Regions from separate parts of the Mus musculus genome. Here region 1 is linked to region 2. A link is a contact called in public targeted proximity ligation data. All regions are on one chromosome and are shown on one strand. The core of a region is the stretch at or near the end of the contact, and the rest is flanking DNA. Distances in the headings are between cores, read along the strand shown.

What was found.
Region 1: a contact with region 2 is called in a targeted proximity ligation map of embryonic fibroblasts, with 8 read pairs. A contact is called at or near these places in 6 of 39 promoter capture datasets (the C10 cell line, the HPC-7 cell line, cranial neural crest and 3 more), 1 of 484 Hi-C or Micro-C datasets (bone marrow-derived macrophages), 9 of 130 datasets of targeted methods (the NIH/3T3 cell line, embryonic basal ganglia, embryonic fibroblasts and 5 more) and 3 of 9 other capture datasets (adipose tissue, liver and pancreatic islet).

The regions. Positions count from the first base shown.
Region 1 is chr19:36,476,039-36,479,326 of GRCm38.p6, reverse strand. No RefSeq gene overlaps it. Among named protein-coding and RNA genes, the nearest start is that of Gm32143, 61 kb to the left of the region's middle.
Region 2 is chr19:36,118,319-36,121,460 of GRCm38.p6, reverse strand. It overlaps Ankrd1 (ankyrin repeat domain 1 (cardiac muscle)), which reads left to right and starts at 1,617. Exons shown (of 9, transcript NM_013468.3): 1 at 1,617-1,706; 2 at 2,063-2,242; 3 at 3,098-3,142. The coding sequence starts at 1,680.

The DNA of each region.
Region 1 (3,288 bases), core at 82-2,581, 360 kb before region 2:
GCATAAGCAACAACTTTTTTTTTTTTTAGATTTATTTATTATTATATGTAAGTACACTGTAGCTATCTTCAGACACTCCAGAAGAGGAAGTCAGATCTCCTTATGGATGGTTGTGAGCCACCATGTGGTTGCTGGGATTTGAACTCAGGACCTTTGGAAGAGCAGTCTGGTGCTCTTAACCACTGAGCCATCTCTCCAGCCCAAGCAACAACTTTCTAAAAGGATTCTCCTAAGCCGGAAATAATCCCCAGAACTGATAAATGGGGTCACTTGAAATTAAAAATCTCTTGCCGGGCAGTGGTGGTAGCACACGCCTTTAATCACTGCACTTGGGAGGCAGAGGCAGGCAGATTTCTGAGTTCGAGGCCAGCCTGGTCTACAGAGTGAGTTCCAGGACAGCCAGGGCTACACAGAGAAACCCTGTCTCGAAACAACAACAACAACAACAAAACAAACAAACAAACCAAAACAAAAAACAAAAAACAAAAAACAAAAAAGAAAGAAAAGAAAAGAAAGAAATTAAAAATCTCCTGGACAGCAAAGGAAACCGTCCAGAGTGAAGAGCCAGTCTACAGAATGGGAAGAAGTCTTTTCTAGGTCTCATATGATTGACCATCTGACGTTTGGATCTTTAATTTGGATCCGGTTTAAATTTGGGCATCGTATATATGATATGCAGGTGGAAAGGGGCCTAGGAGGGGAAGGTTAGGTTTATAGGGAGGGAGGGGAATAAGAAAGGATAATGGAAAGTGTTCATCCTCTGGGCAGGGCAGCGAATGTTTTGGGAGGTGGGGGGATGGGCAAGAGGAAGGTGAAATGAAGACAGTGTGTGGGGGAGGGGAGCACTGACAATGGGAGCAAGCCGAAAGGATAGCACTGTGTGAAAAATGTCTCAAAGAACCCCATTTCTGTGTACACAACCTACCTCCAAAGAGACAAAACACTGGCCCCTTCACAGCTCGGAATTTCGGTATTTATTGAACTAGTAGACCACACTCAGCAGTTTGGTTACATCTCATTTGATCTCTGTGCCTGTGAAGTTGGCATCCTTACATTCATCTTACAGAGGAATTGAGAAGACAGTCAGTGAGAGTTAGTAAAGGATGGGGCTTAGGCCCGCGGCCCCTTGACTCCAAAGTTCCTCCTCTTTCTACTCTGCAGGGGTTTGCAAACAGTTTTTAGAAAAAAAAATTTTTTTTCTGGAAATGAAATATTTCATGCCAAAAAGGCAAACCAAGAAAAAGTTGAGGTGTTTTTGTTGTTGTGTGGGTGGGACGGGTGTAAGGAGACTTGTCTCCATACCCAACTTTTACTCTCTGTGGTAACCTGTAGATATGTCTTTGTGGCTTCTCTGACTACAGTTTTCAAACTGTCGCCTCCGAGTTTCCAACACATCTCAACAAGATTGCTCAGGTGGGGGGAGGGGTGGTGATGGTGCCCAAGTACAGTTTCCAGTTTCAGGAACAGCCATAGGGAGCTGCCAACTAGCAGTTCCTCGGAGAATTAGACCTCTGTTATGGAAGCTCCTGGCTTCAGGGTACCCTTGGTTTAGCATGCCAGGCTGTGGAGAAAAATGACCTGTGATGATAGCACAGATCTCTTAAAAAGTGCCACTCAGTCCGAGCTGCTCCTGCCAAATCCAGTGTGCTGAGGGTTGAATGGCAAAAAGCAGGGTCCGCAACAAGGGCACACTCCAAGAAGCCTCCACTTTGCAGCTGGACAAGGACAGGCACACGCAAAGAACGCGGCGTGATTCAGATGGAAGGGAACGAAGCGAGGGAGGACAAAACGGTCCCATGCGCAATTCTCTCCCTTTATACAAGTGAAAGGTCTAATTTACGAATCCTGTAAACACTACCGACTGTGGAAAGATTTGGCCATATGGAAAGGTTTCCTACTGCTGTCTTGGCTGGGGGGAATATTCAGAAGTTTGGAGTAATTGTCAGAAATTAGTCACTGCGATGTTGCAGGGGATGAAGTCAGCATTGCAGCCCGGTGTGGGGGCGGAGCTGCCTTCAATCACAAGATGTTTCCGTGAAGGTTTTCTTCCCCCACTTCATTTCCTTTCCGAGGAGAATTTCAGCACCTTTCTAGTAACCAAGTCTTTGTTCAGTAACTAGGAAACATCACTTTGCTGAAGCCTCTGATAATTACAGCTCTTGATTTAGGCAGGTTTTGTCTTTCTTGCCTTCATTAAGCAGGGACTTGCCCCCTTCATCTTGGTGGGCTATGCATGTGCAGGCTCCAGAATTTGTTGGAGTGATGGGCTACTCCGTCCTTCTGTACTCTGGCTATGAAAACTGAGAAAGGGCTCAATTCCCTGATTAGGGAACAGAGAAGCAGAATTCATAGGCTTTGTAGAATACCAACCTGCAGAGGTAACAGGCCATGTTATTATTAATTCGCAGTGTGTCCTTGCCAAATTTAGTGGTTGAAATTAATTATTAAACCATGAGAGTCAGATTTAGAAACAGTCTGGCAGGACTCAGTGTCTCTCATGGGGCGGCAGTCATATGGTGGCTCGCTGATGGAACCAGATATCCACATTGGCTCCTGTATGTGGCTGGCAATTGGCAATGGCTGTTGACTGGAAAGTCAGTTGAGCTGTTGTTGGCCAGAAGCTCATGCGCATGGCTTCAGAGGTACAGAAGTCCCAGGGTCACTAGGGTTCTTGCATGGCAGTAGGAGCAGGCTCCCCTAGAATAAGTAACCTGAGGGAACATGGCAGAGGCTGTGTGGCCTGACAGTCCCAGAGCCCGTGTCTCATGGCTTCTGCTACCTTGATTTACTTGCAGCGGAGTCACTTACAGAGGCCCAGATTCAAGGAGACGAGGTGTAGTTAACACATCTTGACGGGAAGAGTTCCCAGGTGGTTCTACTTGCTAGGGATGTTCTCCCAAAGGACCAGTATACTCTTTCTTCCACTCGTTGTGTGGGTAAGTGCCGAATTTCCCCGGCTTTCCTCTTCTTTGCCTAGTCCCAAGGAAAGAGACTCTCTGCCGGTTTCCCCTCTTTACCTTTAAATTCTGGATTCAAAAGAGAAAGAAACACCTCTCAGCTGTTTACTTGTGGGTGACCATGTGTGTAGTCCTGTCCTCGAGTGTTCATGACACTGCTCAGTGAGGAACAAAGTCACACTCTAGTCCAAATGTATACAATGTGCAGCACTTATGACCAAGCCAGTGGGACAAACAATGTCACTTGCAGAAGAGGAGAGAGATTCCAAGTGGCAGAGGCTGGAGAAAAAATGTTTTGAAAGAATATCCTCTAGCTATGACAGAACTGTGG
Region 2 (3,142 bases), core at 368-2,867:
GTCTAGGTGTCATCTCTGTGAATCGAGATCCTTGGCCTTGCTTGAATTAGGGAGGCACAAAATACTCAGAGATTCAAGACTGCTCAGCAGCCCAGAGTCCTTCCTCAAAGGAAAGGTCTCAACTCTCAGCCCCCCTTAGCTCTGAGTCAGGCCTGGAACAAACGGCCACAGGAATGAGAAAAGCTGCCATAGCTGCTTGTCACTTCAAGAGGTCAAAGAAAATAGTGTTAACCATGAAAACGAGAAGACCAACAGTTATCCATTGATAGCGTCTCAGGACAGATAGGACAGAGAGAACACTAGGAGAGGGGAACCCACGAAGGACAAGGTATTAGTGTGTTGGTTTTCAGGGCAATGTCTTGTACTGAAGATTCTAGAAACACAATTTGCTGGTTGAACAGCTGAAGTGGGGTGGGGGTTCTTACCCCATGTTCATGGAAGGGTGAGTGAGGAGAGACAGATATATGATGGCCAGCATAACAAACATACACAACACCCTAATTAACACTTCCCTCTTCTACTGACACCCCCTTCACTCTCCTCTTTCATAAAAAATAAAAAAAGTATTTTATGTGGCTCTTACGATAGAATCTTTCCTCGAACTATAAAAAGATCTAAATATTTATATTTTTCACATTTTAATATCTTAGCGATGACAAGCCAGAAACAAGTATTTTTGCCTCTCTCAACAGCAAAGCTTGGGGCCTTTTTGTTTCCGTGTTAGGAATAGAACACGAGAGCCCCGTGTATCTAGGCAGATGCTCTATCATTAGCCCATGAGTCTCCAGCCTCAGACGCACATTTTTCTCGGGCTCTCTTAAGCTTTTCCCACAGCATTGGGAAACTTTACTGACAGCATCCAAGTTGTGCTTCTGCTAAGAACTGGACTCACATCTCTCTGTGCATCACTTCGGCCCGTTTTGGGGTAGATCCTCTGATTAGCCTTCAGATTTAGAACACGGTGAGCCTGTGGTGCACTAATTATGGCCAGTGACACCATAGAGTCAAAGTGCATTACTGAATGCTTTCAATTTCTCCTAATGCTGGTACGATGGCATGTCACAGGGCCATTTTAGCTGCAGACATCACTCCAGAGAATTCCAAACAGATAGAGACAAGTGGCACCCAGACCCATCTCCTTCCCCTCGGGCTGATTATCCCCAGAAATAGGATGTCCCAAAGCAACACTTCCCAGCCAACTGGAGTGCTGATAAGTCCAGTTATCAGAAAGATATGGCTGTAAGTGTGATGCACAGTGCTTGCATTTTCTTGATACGTTAGTCATATGAGAGCTGACAAAGAAGGAAAAAGAGCAGCGATGTGGTGCAATATTAACAGGCAGCTGTCCCCTGGCTTCCCGATACGTGGGATGACTCGCATTGCTGAGCGGTGTGGTCACTGCCAAAGGAATGACCCTCTCACATTTCTTCCTGATTCGCATACGCCGCGGCCAGCTTGTCATCTCCCTCTTGGGCTTCCCAGACACTAAGTCTGGAATGAAAATTCACCTGCCTCTGAATTGGCCACTGGTGGGGGCAGGGGTGTGACTTGGCTTCCCAGGCTGGAAGATTATCTCACCCAGCCCTAGCTATATAACGGGCTGGTGTGGAGGGGCTCCACAGGGCCAGTTCCAGGGGTTCATCCACAAGAGAGAAAAACATAGACTCACGGCTGCCAACATGATGGTACTGAGAGTAGAGGAGCTGGTATGTAAAACATCTTTTTTTTTTTTTTTTTTTTAATCTTGGCTTTTATTTGAAAATACAGATGGTTTTTCTTTCTCAGGAATAATGTGGGGTTGGCGTTAGTGACTTCCTAAGAGAAGGTGGTTGAGTGGGTTGAGTGGGTTAAAAGTGAATTTTCATGTGCTAACCTGATGCTCATCTTAATTGTGAGAGGAAGGCAGGCACCTGGGATACCTGGAGCTATGCTCCAGACAGTGCACCGCCTGAAGGTGGCTGTCGCTGGATGGAGAGGAAGGACCTCCTGTGGCATTGTTTGTGGACAGTTACCCCAAGATGGGTAGCTTTGCTTCTGACTTCAACATCTTCTTCACATACAGGTAACAGGCAAAAAGAACAGCAATGGGGCCGCAGGGGAATTCCTTCCTGGGGAGTTCAGAAATGGAGAATATGAAGCTGCTGTTGCTTTGGAGAAGCAAGAGGACCTGAAGACACTTCCGGCCAACAGCGTGAAGCAGGGGGAGGAACAACGGAAAAGCGAGAAACTGCGAGAGGCAGAGGTGAGGACCTCCCACAAAATCCTAGTGGGAGTGGGGTACGGAGGTCCCTGAGGAAGAGGGGAAGAGAGGAGGAAAACAAATAAAAACTGCTCTAAAGATGTCTTTTCACCAGATATGAAGCGCATGATGCAAAGAAGCAGTGCACATGGAAATGACTGGGGGAATTACTTTTGGATTCCTCCTGTGTGGAGGGTTGAATCAATGATTGAATGTGCTATGACCACGTTTTGATCAAAGGACAGACAGATAATGATAACCAGAAAAGCTCCAACATCACACACTGCCTACTCAATTTGAGCCAAGGCGATTTGTTCTTTTTGATAACATTGAGTTGTGGCCCACGGGTCATAGAATAAGCTTGCCATGTTTATTGAAATTTATTTATTGAATTTTTGTAGATTACTAACACAAATTTAGAAGTGCAGCAGTAATCTCCGTTTCAGAGACTCGTGAAGGAGAATGGCATCAGTATTTGTGAATTTATCTGTATTTTCTACCCTTGGTTAAAACATATGTTAGTTTTTGAGAATGAGAAAACAAATTCTATAGAAATCTGGGCTTTATGGTACTAATTACAAAATGATTACTGAGAGACTATGTCGTGCCTCTAACCAATTAGTCAAGGACTAGTTCTACAAGCAAAGGAAGTAAATATGACTTAGATTAAAATTAGACCCCAAATACTTTAATGAAAATAAAATCCCTGAAGTCAGACACTCACTTGAAAGTGCTTTGGATTTCCCATTCTCAGCCCACTCACAGTTTGCTCAGGCTGTGCAGGGTTTGTTCAGGTACCACAATAGTTAGAACTCACTATATATTTTTCAACACTTGATTTTTCCCCCCTTTCGTTAGCTCAAAAAGAAAAAACTAGAACAAAGATCAAAGCTTGAAAACTTA